Regions from separate parts of the Macaca mulatta genome. Here region 1 is linked to region 2. Evidence: chromatin contacts called from public Hi-C data. All regions are on one chromosome and are shown on one strand. The core of a region is the stretch at or near the end of the contact, and the rest is flanking DNA. Distances in the headings are between cores, read along the strand shown.

Region 1 (6,125 bases), core at 2,323-4,822, 54 kb after region 2:
GGGAGGCCAGGCAGATTGCTTGAGCCCAGGAGTTCGAGATCAACTTGGACAACATAGGGAGACTCCATCTCCAAAAAAAAAAAAAAAAATTAGGCCAGTGCAGTGGCTCACGCCTGTAATTCCAGCACTTTGGGAGGCCGGGCAGATCACGAGGTCAGGAGATCGCGACCATCCTGGCTAACATGGTGAAACCCCATCTCTACTAAAAATACAAAAAATTAACCAGGCGTGGTGGTGGGCGCCTGTAGTCCCAGCTACTTGGGAGGCTAAGGCAGGAGAATGGCGTAAACCCAGGGGAGGCGGAGCTGGCAGTGAGCCAAAATCACACCACTGAACTCCAGCCTGGGCGACAGAGCGAGACTCTGTCTCAAAAAAAAAAAAAAATTAAGAATTAGCAAGTTGTGCTGGCACACACTGGTAGACCCAGCTGCTTGGGAAGTTGAGGTGGGAGAATTGCTTGAACCCAGGAGGCAGAGGCTGCAGTGAGACGACATGGCATCACTGCACTCCAGCCTGGGCCACAGAGCAAGACCCTGTCTCAAAAAATAAAATAATAAAAAAGTAATATAACTATTCAGAATATATTGTAAACGTTACAGAACCTTCTTTGTAAAAGTAACTACCATGAGATGGAAACGGGGAAAAATAAAAGTGAAGGGAGGGTAAGGGCATGCAATTTTTTGTCCTTCATGGGAGAAAATAAATAAATACCAACTAAAGTTGAAACATCAAGATGTGGAAATTTAATTAGGTTACTGAGAATTACAAGCCTATCCAGGAGGGAAACTGATGGGACCCTCTGCGGGAGCGGGGAGGACAGCAGGAAAGATGTATCCATTCCCCCCCCCCCCCCGCCATGCCTCCTGGGGCGTCTGAGGTCCCTATGGCCAGTTAGTCACTGAGCAGCACCGGCCCCTGGGGCCTCCCATGCACTCCACAGCCACAGCCTGGCCTCAAGAAAGAACACAGCCTGGCTTCACATGACCTTCGATCACTAAACTTTGATTCAAATGCTAACCAGAAATGCCTGCACGCCCAGGCCCAGGTTTTTAGAATTGTCCTTTGTATCCACTGTGAGCTTTGTATCCACGGTGAGCTGCAGAACACAAACCCAGCAGACAGCACCTAATGGTGCCGCCGAGTAACCATATTCCCATTGCTAGTTTTGATTCCAGGAGACCCAAGTGACCCCACCTGAGACCAAACAGGAGCAGGGATAGATGCAAGGAGCATAGCCGGGCGCGGTGGCTCAAGCCTGTAATCCCAGCACTTTGGGAGGCCGAGACGGGCGGATCACGAGGTCAGGAGATCGAGACCATCCTGGCTAATACGGTGAAACCCCGTCTCTACTAAAAATACAAAAAACTAGCCGGGCGAGGTGGCGGGCGCCTGTGGTCCCAGCTACTCGGGAGGCTGAGGCAGGAGAATGGCGGGAACCCGGGAGGCGGAGCTTGCAGTGAGCTGAGATCCGGCCACTGCACTCCAGCCCGGGCGACAGAGCCAGACTCCGTCTCAAAAAAAAAAAAAAAAAAAAAAAAAAAAAAGGAGCATCTCGGTGAACTTCTAGAAGCAACTGTCTCTCTCCCACCAGAACATAAGCTAAGAAGCAAATAGCTCCCACTGCTCTCAGCACAGCTGCACAATTAAAAGCAGAACCAGTTTCAGGCCAACAAGGTGAACAGTGCAGGAGAACACAGCAAGGATCTCAGTCCTGGAGGAGGCACCTGCAGAGCCGAGCCCTTCCAAGCAGAGTGACGAAGTCTTTCAGAGGCAAAGGCTCCCAGAGAGGGGCTCAGTACCCAGAAGAGTAGATGGACGTGGGCCTGGAGGGGCCAAGCACGACCCCAGAGCCTCCTAAAATTAAGACTCCTGCCCAGTCTTAATTTTATCCCCAAAATGAACTTTTAAGGATTTAATGCTTAGGAGTAACACGGCCAGACACGCATTTTACAAAGACTACTCCAGGGACCATGTCAGGGCAAGGCTGGAAAGCAGAAGAAAGGCTACAGTAATCCAGGCAAGAAATTATAAAGTCTTAAGGTAGCAGCAGAAGGATGAAGAGAGGGAACCCCTAAGAGAAAAGTCGACATCCAATGGTACTGATGCGGAAGGTAAGGACGAGAAAGGTCTCAAGACGGCAGCGCAGGCCCCTGCCGTAGTCTGGGAAAGAAAAACTCGTGAAAAGATTAAGGCTCAAGTCCAGGTCTGGGCTGGAACCAGGAGCGCTGGCGGCGCGCGCCCCCCACCCCGTGGCGCCGGCTGAGCCCGCAGGGACCCACACGCCCAGCGCGGGAGCGTGGCGGGATCTGGGCTGGTTCTCCGGGAGTTCGCCTCGCAGGGCGGGCTGCGGTGAAGAGGGCGCACAGTCCCGAGGCGACCCGAGGCGCGGGGCCGCGGCGCCCGCCAGGCAGGCTACACTGAAGGGCGCCCCGAAGACGCTGGGGGCGCGGGGCCCGGGACCAACGGCCGCAACCCCGCCGCGGTCTGGGCACGGAAAGGACGCTGGCTCGGGGATGCGTGAAGGGCGCAGGGGCGGGAGACCCGGGGTCGGGCTCGTCTGAGGGCCGGGCCGGGCGGCGAACCCTCCTAGGCCAGGAGCGCGGAGTCGCGCAGGCCCCACAGCGGCCCTCGGGAGATTGCGGACCCCGGCCCGCTCTCCCCAGCGCAGGTTTCTCACCTGGGTCAGGCGAGGGTCACGCCAAGCCGGCTTCACACCGCGGAAGGGAGCTGCTCCGCGCTTTTATCCCACCGGCCAATCGCACAGCGACTCACACCGATTGACAAGCTCCACGGACCAACCACTTGTGCGCATGGGCGGGACTAAGCCAGCCAGAGTCCAGAAGCCCGCGCTAACGGTTGCTAGGGACGCACCGGCCATTTCCCCCCCCCCCTACGGCGCTTCGGAGGGGCCAAAGCAATAATGGGCGCCTCCGCCCCCGGGCTGGTCAGCTGCGGTTTCCTCCAGTCTCGGGATCAAAATAGGTGAGTATCGCAGAGCTCGCCTCTTGGAGGCCTCTTTCTGAAGGCGGAGGACGCGGGGCGGCTCGCTCATGGGCTGGGCGGCTCCGCAGGGTAGACGAAGCCTGCAGCGTCCGCACTGGGCTGGGAACGGTTTGCAAGGGGAGCGCGGCTGGCGCCCCGGAGCCGGCCAGCTGGCTGGCGGCCCCACCATCGCAAGTGCCCCGCACCTGCCCGCCTGCTCTGAGCATCTAGAGAAGGCGGCATTTCGCATGGGTAAAATCCGCGCCTGGACGCCGGGAGAATGTTGTTGCTCTTGCCGTTCGGCCCATTGTACAGACGCAGCCAGCGAGGCTCGCAAAGCTCAGGGATGCACGTAGGACTGGCCCGCACCTTGCAGCCACGGAAAGATCCGCCTGGCCCGCGGCCCCTCCACGCCTCCGAGGTCGAGACAGTGACATAAGTCAACTCTCGAGCCCAGGGCGTCTCTCCACCCTTAGACGTCCACTCCGTCTGCCTGCAGCTACGGCCGGTGCGTCCCGCTTCGACTCCCTCTGCTTTCCTTCTCAGCTTCTCGCCTCCAGACTGTTCCGGCGCCGCTGCCTGAAATTACCTGCCCCGGGGGAGGCGCGGCGCGCGGCGCGCAGCCTCATGACGGAACTACAACTCCCACGAGGCGCTGGGCACACGCAGGCGCGCCGCGGCTGAACTCGCAGCGCCGGAATCCTATTGGCTGGGCCGACTCTGAGGCGGGAGCCCTGATTGGTTGATGGGTCTGAGGCGACAGATTCCGGAAAGGGGAAGAGCAGCCAACATGGCGGCGGAACGCGGCGCGGGGCAGCAACAGTCGCAGGAGATGATGGAGGGTGAGCGGCCCCTGCGGGCGGCGGCCCAAGGGCCGGGCGGGCGGGGGGAGCTGCGGGCCGGAACTGCTCCGTGCCTGAGAGAAACCCCACGTCCCGCCTCCGGCCGCCGCCGCGCGGCCCCCTGACAGCTGACAGCCGGACCTGGGGGAGCGGGGGAGGCTCTGGACCTCGGGGGAGCCCCGGCCTGGGGGCGGCAGCGGCCGGGAAGGACCCAGAGCTAGGGGTAGAGCGGCGGCGCGAGGCCAGGCCGGGGGTGGGGCTGAATGGGACGCGGTAGCTCCATTCAGTCCAGTTGGAGCCTCGCCCCGAGCCTCTGAGATTGACAGGCGGGGGAGCCTCCTCGGTCAGCTGACGAGGAAACTGAGGCTCTGGGCGCTGGGATCTACCCGAGTCTGCTCCTTGCTTCGCGTGGTGAGGGTGGAGAAGGGTCTTCTCCTGAAATCGAAAGGACTGTTGGCGAAGGGGTAGCAAGGAACCAGAACATTTAGTTACACAAGGTGATACCTCTTTTCAAAGCTGTCATAGTTCCAAAAAGTCTAAATTCAACTTTCTTCCTCCTCATTCATTTTGTTAAAAACAAAACAAATTTAAAAAAATGCATACATGTATATGTTATACGTACACATGTATTTATATATAATTCTCTACATATCTGTAGGTACGGTCATACGTACATGTGCAGTATGTGTATAAACATGCGTGCACACACCCACCAACTGGGGAATCAGTTGTGTCACCAAGTGCTTAAGTGCTTTTGGGTCCCATGGTTTGGTGAGGGGTACAGCCCTCCCAGAAGAGCAGTCACTGCCTCATGTGAAAGTGGTAGGGAGGAGGAATGTGGAGCTGGGGAAGGAGGGCGGGTGCAGAAGAAAGGGCTGACATGTTCGGGAGTGGTGAGAGCTGCACAAGCAGGGCCAGCTCTGAGCTGGAGCCTGAAGAATAACTCGAAGGCAACGAGGTTGGGGATAAGGTGAGGGAAAAGAGCAAGAATCACTCAAGATGAAGAAAGCTGCGGTCAAAGGGTGTGGAGGAGAGTTTGACCAAATCATATGTGGTGGGGATGGGGGCGGTGGTGTTAAGGGTCTTGGACTTCATACCCTTGGAGTCTTTTTAAGTAAGAAGTGCCTCTTCATATCCTCCCACTCCCTCTTCAACTGTTTGCATGTCTTGGTAAATGACAAATATAAAAGCCCGGCTTTTCTCTCTGTCGCCACTCCCACCCGTGTCCTATTAGTCAAGGAGCTCTGACTTTTACTTTTAAAAATAATCTCCAAATCTTCGATGCGTCCTCCATTCCCATTGCCAGTACCTTAACTCAGACCTTCGTCATCTCTAGGCTAGATTGATTGTCTCTGCTCCCCAGCCCATCGTCCCCAGCACACCAAAGTCATTTTCTTACATTCTGATCCACTGTGGCATGTTCCAGACCCTCTGCTGCCCTCAGGCTTCACTTTGGCCAACCTTCATTAGCTAAGCCCCTCCTAACCTCACACCACTCCTCTTCCTGGGGTTTTTGCACCAGGTTGTCATGCAATAAGAACTTTCTCTCCCTGAGCCTGGGCCACCAAGTGACCTGTGCCTGGTGGTGACTAATTTGTTAAATATCTACTGCATGTCATGCGTGTACTAACTGCTCTTGTGCCTTTTCTAATTTAACCCTGACAGCAACTCGCTGAGGCATAAGTTCTATACTAGCTCCCTTCCACAGACTAGGAGATTGAGGCTTTCAAATGGAAATGATTTGCCAAACCTGCATCTCTAGCAGCAAGCTGCAAACTCAGGAAGAGCATTCCAGAAATACTTTTGGACTCAAAGATCGGATTTGGATTTTAGAATTAGATCAGACTCTCTGGCAGTGGAGAATAGGTTAAACAAGGCAAGGCAAGTCGCAGAGAGACGAGTTAGGAGGCAGGGCAGGAGCACAGGCCACAGCTAACAAGTAACTGAGCTACCGTCATTGCGGGGGTAGGGAAGAAGAGATGGGTTTGGAGGGTTTGGAGCTGGGTTTTATGAGGACTTGTTTTATACAGCAATCCTTTCTTGGGTTTTACTTTGCTAGGCTAAGCAGGAAATACAAAGCTGAAATTGAACTTTTTCCCTCAAAGAGCACATCTCTTTGTAGACAAACCATAGTCAGGAAAGAGACTATTTTCAGTGTGGTTGATAATTCCAAGTAATGTGTTAGTGCCTCATGTTTTCCAGACAGACTTCCAAAAGAGGTCATGAATAAAGTTATAAAAAAGAAACGATTTGACAACCTTACCAAAGCATTTTTGCCTGACACATTGAATTGCCTTATTC
Region 2 (6,619 bases), core at 2,290-4,789:
ACATATCAGCATCAACCCACTGAACACATACCATGTACCCACCACAGCAGTAGGTGCTAAAGACCCCACAGTGAACAAGGCAGACAAGAGTCTCTGCTCTGGCACTCAATTTTTCCTTCTAGTCTTAACTTCTCCTTCCCTCTCGAAATGTATTCTGCACAGGCGGCCACTCCTACTCCTCACCTCCAAGCCGAATTATACATTCCTCTCCAGGAACACTGACATACTCAGAAAGCTTCCCTAATCCATCTCACCTTAGGCTGTTCTTTCCCCAACTCTGGCTCCTCTCACATTATATAACTTTTTTTTTTTTTTTTTTTTTGAGACAGAGAGTCTTGCTGTCATCTAGGCTGGAGTGCAGTGGTGCCATCTCAGCTCACTGCAACCTCCGCCTCCTGGATTCAAGCGATTCTCATGCCTCAGCCTCCCAAGTAGCTGGAATTACAGGCACGTGCCACCATGCCCAGTTAATTTTTGTATTTTTAGTTGAGTCAGGGTTTCGCTATGTTGGCCAAGCTGATCTTGAACCCCTGACCTCAAGTGATCTGCCTGCCTCGGCCTCCCAAAGAGCTGGGATTACAGGCATGAGCCACCGCACCCAGCCAAAATCTGCATCTTCTTGTACCTTCTCCAAGCCCAAGCTTTCGCAGGTAACTGGAGCGCTTCCTCATTTGCATAATAGGCAGTTTCAATAACTGGGGACTTTTCTTCAAGACCACATACACAGGCTCTGGATTCAGACCCAAGAGAATAAATTCTGAAATGATGTCCAGCAACTGTTGAAGACTGGCACCTGGTCGTATACTGAGCAATTCATTAATATGGGCATTGCTGAAACCCATGTCCAGGAGGGAACTGATGACCCTCTCTAGCTCCAAGGACCCTTGTTCCACAGGAGTCCTCTGCTTCTCGAGGCGGCACTGAACACGATTCCTCCTGCACTCTGGTTCCTGCACATAGTTATTGGATCTAACACAAGATAACTCCTCAGTGACCCCTCCATTGGAGGCTGTGGTCAGTTTGCGCAACAAGGAAGCTGTCATCCTTCTCTGTTCTCCAAGATGAGGAGTCTGCCTAGCCATCCAGGCCCAGGTGAGGGGGATCAGGCGGTGCCAATCAAGGACCTGTAAGACACAGGACCAAAAGACAATTAATTCCTCACTATCCCAGTGTAATGGACACCACAAGACCTTTGAGCCAGAGTACTTACTGCCTTGGTTCCACACAAACATACAGTTTTTAAAGCAATCTGCAAAATCATATCTGAACTTAAGCTACAGAGAAGGAAGCTCACATAGAGAGAACAGGGTACTTCAAGGTCACAGAGATGGGAGTCAAGCAGGTACAATATTGTTGGCTTTTGTAGCTTTAAGGACGGAAGCAGAGACATGGAGGAAGAGGGAAAAACCAGGTCACCTGGTCATGTGTGCCAGAAAAGACTGGACCTCAGACTGCTTTCCAGATTCATGTTCTTAAATTCATTCCACGAGAAGAATCTTGTGGGATAGAGTTGGCCCTTGAACAACAAGGGTTTGAACTGCTCGGATCCACTTATATGTGGATTTTCTTCCACCTCTGCCACCCTTGAGACACCAAGACCAAACTCTCCTCTACCTCCACGTCAGCCTAAAGACCTTATGAGGATCTGCTTCCTCTTAATGAATAGTAAATACATTTTCTCTTAGGATTTTTGTTTGTTTTTTGAGATGGGGTCTCACTCTGTTGCCTAGGCTGGAGTGTAGTGGTGCAATCATGGCTCACTGCAGCCTTGACCTCCCCAGGCTGAGGTGATCCTCCCACCCCAGCCTTCTGAGTAGCTGGGACTACAGGCGCACACTACACCCTGCTAATTTTTGTATTTTTTGTAGAGACGGGGTTTTGCCCTTATGGTTTTCTTAATAACGTTTTCTTTTCTCTAGCTTATGTTAAGAACACAGAGTGCAGTAGATAAACACGATATGTGTTAACGGACTGTTTATGTTGCCGGTAAGACTTCCAGTCATGAGTAGGCTATTAGTAGTTGAGTTTTAGAGAAGTCAAACATTATACACTGATTTTCAACTGGTGTCGGGGCGGTCTGGTGCCCCTAACTCCTGTGTTGTTCAAGGGTCACAGTAGTTAGTCAACTTGCATACACAATTCCAGTTGACTCAAAAGTCTTCAGCTGTTCAGGATGGTGCTTAACAAACTATGCACAAATCATCCAGGCACTCTAAGCCAGCAGTCTTCAACCTTTCTGGCACCAGGGACTGCCTTCAAGGAAGACAGTTTTTCCACAGACTGCTGAGGGGTTTCCGGATGATTCAAGCACATTACAGTTGTTGTACACTTTATTTCTATTATTTTCACGTTGTAATAGAAGATGAAATAATTATACAACTCACCATAATGTAGAATCACTGGGAGCCCTGAACTTGTTTTCCTACAACCAGAAGGTCCCATCTGGGGGTGATGGGAAACAGTGACAGATCATCAGGCATTAGATTCTCATAAGGAGCAGGCAACCTAGATCCCTCAAAGGCGCAGTCCACAATAGGGTTCGCGCTGCAGTGAGAGTCTAAGGCGGCTGGTCCGACGGGAGGCGGAGCTCAGGCTGCAATGCCAGCGAGGGGAGTGGCTGTAAATGCACACCAAGTTTGGCTGGCTCACTCGCCGCTCACCTCCTGCTGTGCAGCCTGGTTCCTAACAGGCCAGGGACCGGTACCGAGGATTGGGGAACCCCTGCTCTAAACCCTTCACATCGGTCCCAACCCCTTCTCCAGCGTCGACTGTCGCCCCGGGGCCAGCCTGCCAAGCCCATGGCTGCTCTCCAGCCTCCCCTGTCCAGATGCTCCCTCCGCCAGGAACACCGGGCAGTCGCTGGGCTCAGCGGGCGCAGCCCGGGAAACTGGGCTTGAGCCTAAAGACCTTTATGCGGATTCCGCTTCCTCTTAATGAATAGTAAATACATGTTACCTTCCTTGTGAAGTTCAAACTCTTGTTCAAGAGTCAACTCAGGCCGGGCGCGGCGGCTCACGCCTGCAATCCCAGCACTTTGGGAGTTCGAGGCGGGTGGATCACCTGAGGCCAGGCGTTAGAGACCAGCCTGGCCAACACGGTGAAACGCCGTCTCTACTAAAAATACAAAAATTAGCCGGGCATGGCGGCGGGCGCTGGTAATCCCAGCTACTCGGCTGAAGCAGAATCGCTTGAACCCAGGAAGCGGAGGCTGCGGTGAGCCGAGATCGCGCCACTGCACTCAAGCCTGGCGACAGAGCGATACTCTGTCTCAAAAAAAAAAAAAAAAAAAAAAAGTCAACTCTATACCCCACAAAAATTGAGCAGAGCCACGGGTCCAGGATGCCAAAACCAGGTCACCGTGCACGGACCTCCAGAAGGGCTCCACGACCTGGCCGTGAAACACCCGGCGGCCGCGGTTCCTCTGCGTCGCTGCCCCCCCATCTGCCACCTGGAGAAGCCCCCGCGCCCAGCGCGACCTCACCTGACGGCCCAACGCAGCCATGGCGCGGAGGAGATGGCGACAGCTACGGCGCCGGAAGCAGCCGTCCTCCCCGGTCCTTCACTTCCGGCCCTCGGTCCGTCACCACCGCAGTTCCCAGCGCCAGCGCGGTGCTGGTGGATCATGGTTCCGGCCCGTAGCTGTGCTGAGCCCTCACGACCCCGCGGGGCTCGGGTGTCCCGGGGCCGCCCCTCCGCAAAGCTGGGAGGCCGGAGTCGCGCCCGTCACCGCCCCGCCGCCTCTGCCGCGGCCTCAGTCCTCGGGGGCGTCGGCGTCCGGTCGTTCCCGTTGCACTGCCCGTGTCCCGCTTCGCAGAGCTCTGGGCTGGGTGAACGAATGGGTCGTCCTGGCCCACACTCGTGTTTCAGGTGACCTGAGAATTCCTCTCAAGAGGACGGGTAGATACAGGGAGAGGGGAACTGGTTCCTTGCTTCAGGAACTTCACCCGAGAGCGCAGAAATCCTTCCCGAGGCAGGAAAAACGGATTCCGTTCCAGATAGAGATATTTAAGGTTTCATTGTGTAAAAATCTGTATTCACCATGAACAGCGGGGCCACCTACGCACAAAAAGAAGTCTTTACCGCTTTTATTTCTTTTTTACTCTCAGCCAGTGGAAGATGAGAATTTGCCGTTTTTAAAAGACCCAAGTAAAATGACAGGAATTATGGGACATTTCCCTTTATAAGCAAGAGCCTTCCCAACTTAGAGGTCTGGGTCCCTGTTAGGATGAAATACAGTAAAGTTACAGCCCAAAGTGTATTCATTCTTAAATTTTCTCTCTCGACATGTTTGAGGATAAGAGCGTAGGCATCTTTCAAAAGGTGATGTTTGTGAAGAATAAAAAGGTGTGCTTTCTCAGCTGCCTAAATCCTGCCACCAAAGCCTTAATTTATAAGCATTTCTTGTTTTATCCACTTCATTCTGGACTGACATAAAGGATTTGATTCTTGCATGGGTACACATTTACATATCTGCTCTGCGCCAGGCACGGAGTTGGGTGCTAAACTGTTTCTGTAAAACTATCTTTTTTTTTTTTTTTTTAGTAGAGACGGGGTTTCACTGTGTTAGCCAGGATGGTCTCGATCTCCTGACCTCGTGATCCGCCCATCTCGGCCTCCCAAAGTGCTGGGATTACAGGCTTGAGCCACCGTGCCCGGCCAACTATCTTTTGACAAAAGGATTATATCAAAGAAAAGGAAGGTTCCAATCTGTGTAGAACTAAAGAATTGGTTTCTTTGGCAGGGTGCAAGTGGCCCACGCCTGTAATCCCAGCACTCTGAGAGGCTGAGGTAGGAGGATCACCGGGCTCAGGAGTTCAAGACCAACCTGAGCAACATAGGAAAACCCTGTCTCTACAAAAAACAAAAACTAGCCGGGAGCAGTGGCCTGCACCTGTAGTCCCAGCTACTCAGGAGCCTGAGGTGGGAGGATCACTTGAGTCCACGAGGTTGAGGCTGCAGTGAGCCGTGATTGCACCACTGCACTCCAGCCTGTGTAACAGAGCAAGACCTTGTCTCAGAAGAAAAAAAAAAAATTGGTTGCTTTTGTTGTTTGTTACTGTAATTTTCTTCTCAAAATACTTAGCTGTCAACATCTCACAATAAATTGTGTTACTGCTACACCAAAAGCCTAAGAAAATCCCATGAGCCACGCCAACTCCCTGGAAAGAATCAAGGAACCTGAACAGGTTATCTAGCTCTAGAAATAAAATGACAGCTGGGACACAGGGATTACTATGAAAAATTGACATGAGGCCAGGTGCGGTAGCTCACGCCTGTAATCCCAACACTGGGAGGCTGAGGTGGGCAGATCACCCAAGGTCAGGGGTTTTAAGACCAGCTTGGTCAACATGGTGAAACCCCATTCTCTACTAAAAATACAAAAATTAGCCAGGCATGGTGGCGGGCACCTATAGTCCCAGCTCACTCAGGAGGCTGAGGCAGGAGAATCGCTTGAACCTGGGAGGTGGAGGTTGCAGTGAGCCAAAGTTGTGCCATTGTACTGCAGCCTGGGCAACAAGAGCGAAAAGTATGTCTCAAAAAAAAAAAAATTGACATCACCTTCAGTCTTGTGTGAAAACTTTGCTCTTTTGAACCATACTTTAAAAATATGTAGTGGGCTGGGCACAGTGGCTCATGCTTGCAATCCTAGCGCTTTAACAGGCTGAGATGGGTGGATGACCTGAGGTCAGGAGTTCGAGACCAGCCTGGCCAACATAGTGAAATCCTATCTCTGCTAAAAATACAAAAATTAGCCGGGTAACGTGGTAATGCACACTTGTAATCCCAGCTACTTGGGAGGCTGAGGCAGGAGAATTGCTTGAACCCAGGGGATGGAGGTTGCAGTGAGCCGAGATTGCACCATTGCACTCCAGCCTGGGCAACAGAGTGAGACTCCATCTTAAAAAAAAAGAAAAAAGAAAAAAAATGGAGTGGAAAAATTGTCAGCCTCAGCCCCAGAACTTTCCTCTCTGGGTTCTTTCTGCAAAGAACATTTGCAAAATACCAGACCTTCCACTGCCATCAAGTCAGATGAGCTTTAATTATTGTTTCTTATAAAGAAATAACAGTTCTTGGAAAGCTGGGACTTCGCATTCTCAACCCATTAAACACCTCTCTGAAAACACCATTCTGGCTAAGCGCGGTAGCTCACGCCTGTAATCCCAACACTTTGGGAGGGCGAAGTGGGTGGATCACGAGGTCAGGAGTTTGAGACCAGCCTGGCCAACATAGTGAAACCTCATCTCTACTAAAAATACAAAAAATTAGCCAGGCATGGTGGTGGGCACCTGTAATCCCAGCTACTTGGGAGGCTGAGGCAGGAGAATTGCTTGAACCTGGTAGGCGGAGGTTGCAGTGGGCCGAGATCGCACCATTGCACTCCAGCCCAGGTGACAGTGTGAGACTGTCTCTAAATAAATAAATACACACCATTCTATAACATCCTCTGTGTTATAAGCATCATAAACACTACAGAGTTCTTAAAACATCAGAAAACTCATTTGAATTCTGAAGAGTAAACATCACTGACTTTACTACACACCTCTAAAACCCTTGTACCTTTAATGTCCCTGATAGAGAAGGATCCTCCTCCCACAACTCCCTACCAACTCCTTCAGTC

What was found. Hi-C and Micro-C count contacts between places; a contact is called where the count stands out from the background.
Region 1: a contact with region 2 is called in a Hi-C map of liver, with 2.3 times the contacts expected there. The contact joins the promoter of PASK here to the promoter of MTERF4 in region 2. A contact is called at or near these places in 4 of 14 Hi-C or Micro-C datasets (CD4 T cells, blood, cortical neurons and 1 more).

What each region holds. Positions count from the first base shown.
Region 1 is chr12:146,417,990-146,424,114 of T2T-MMU8v2.0, forward strand. It overlaps PASK (PAS domain containing serine/threonine kinase), which reads right to left and starts at 3,573. Exons shown (of 18, transcript XR_013402281.1): 1 at 2,678-3,573. It overlaps PPP1R7 (protein phosphatase 1 regulatory subunit 7), which reads left to right and starts at 3,760. Exons shown (of 10, transcript XM_015111541.3): 1 at 3,760-3,824. The coding sequence starts at 3,773.
Region 2 is chr12:146,363,623-146,370,241 of T2T-MMU8v2.0, forward strand. It overlaps MTERF4 (mitochondrial transcription termination factor 4), which reads right to left and starts at 3,540. Exons shown (of 5, transcript XM_077958115.1): 1 at 3,482-3,540; 2 at 2,385-2,442; 3 at 626-1,124. The coding sequence starts at 2,387.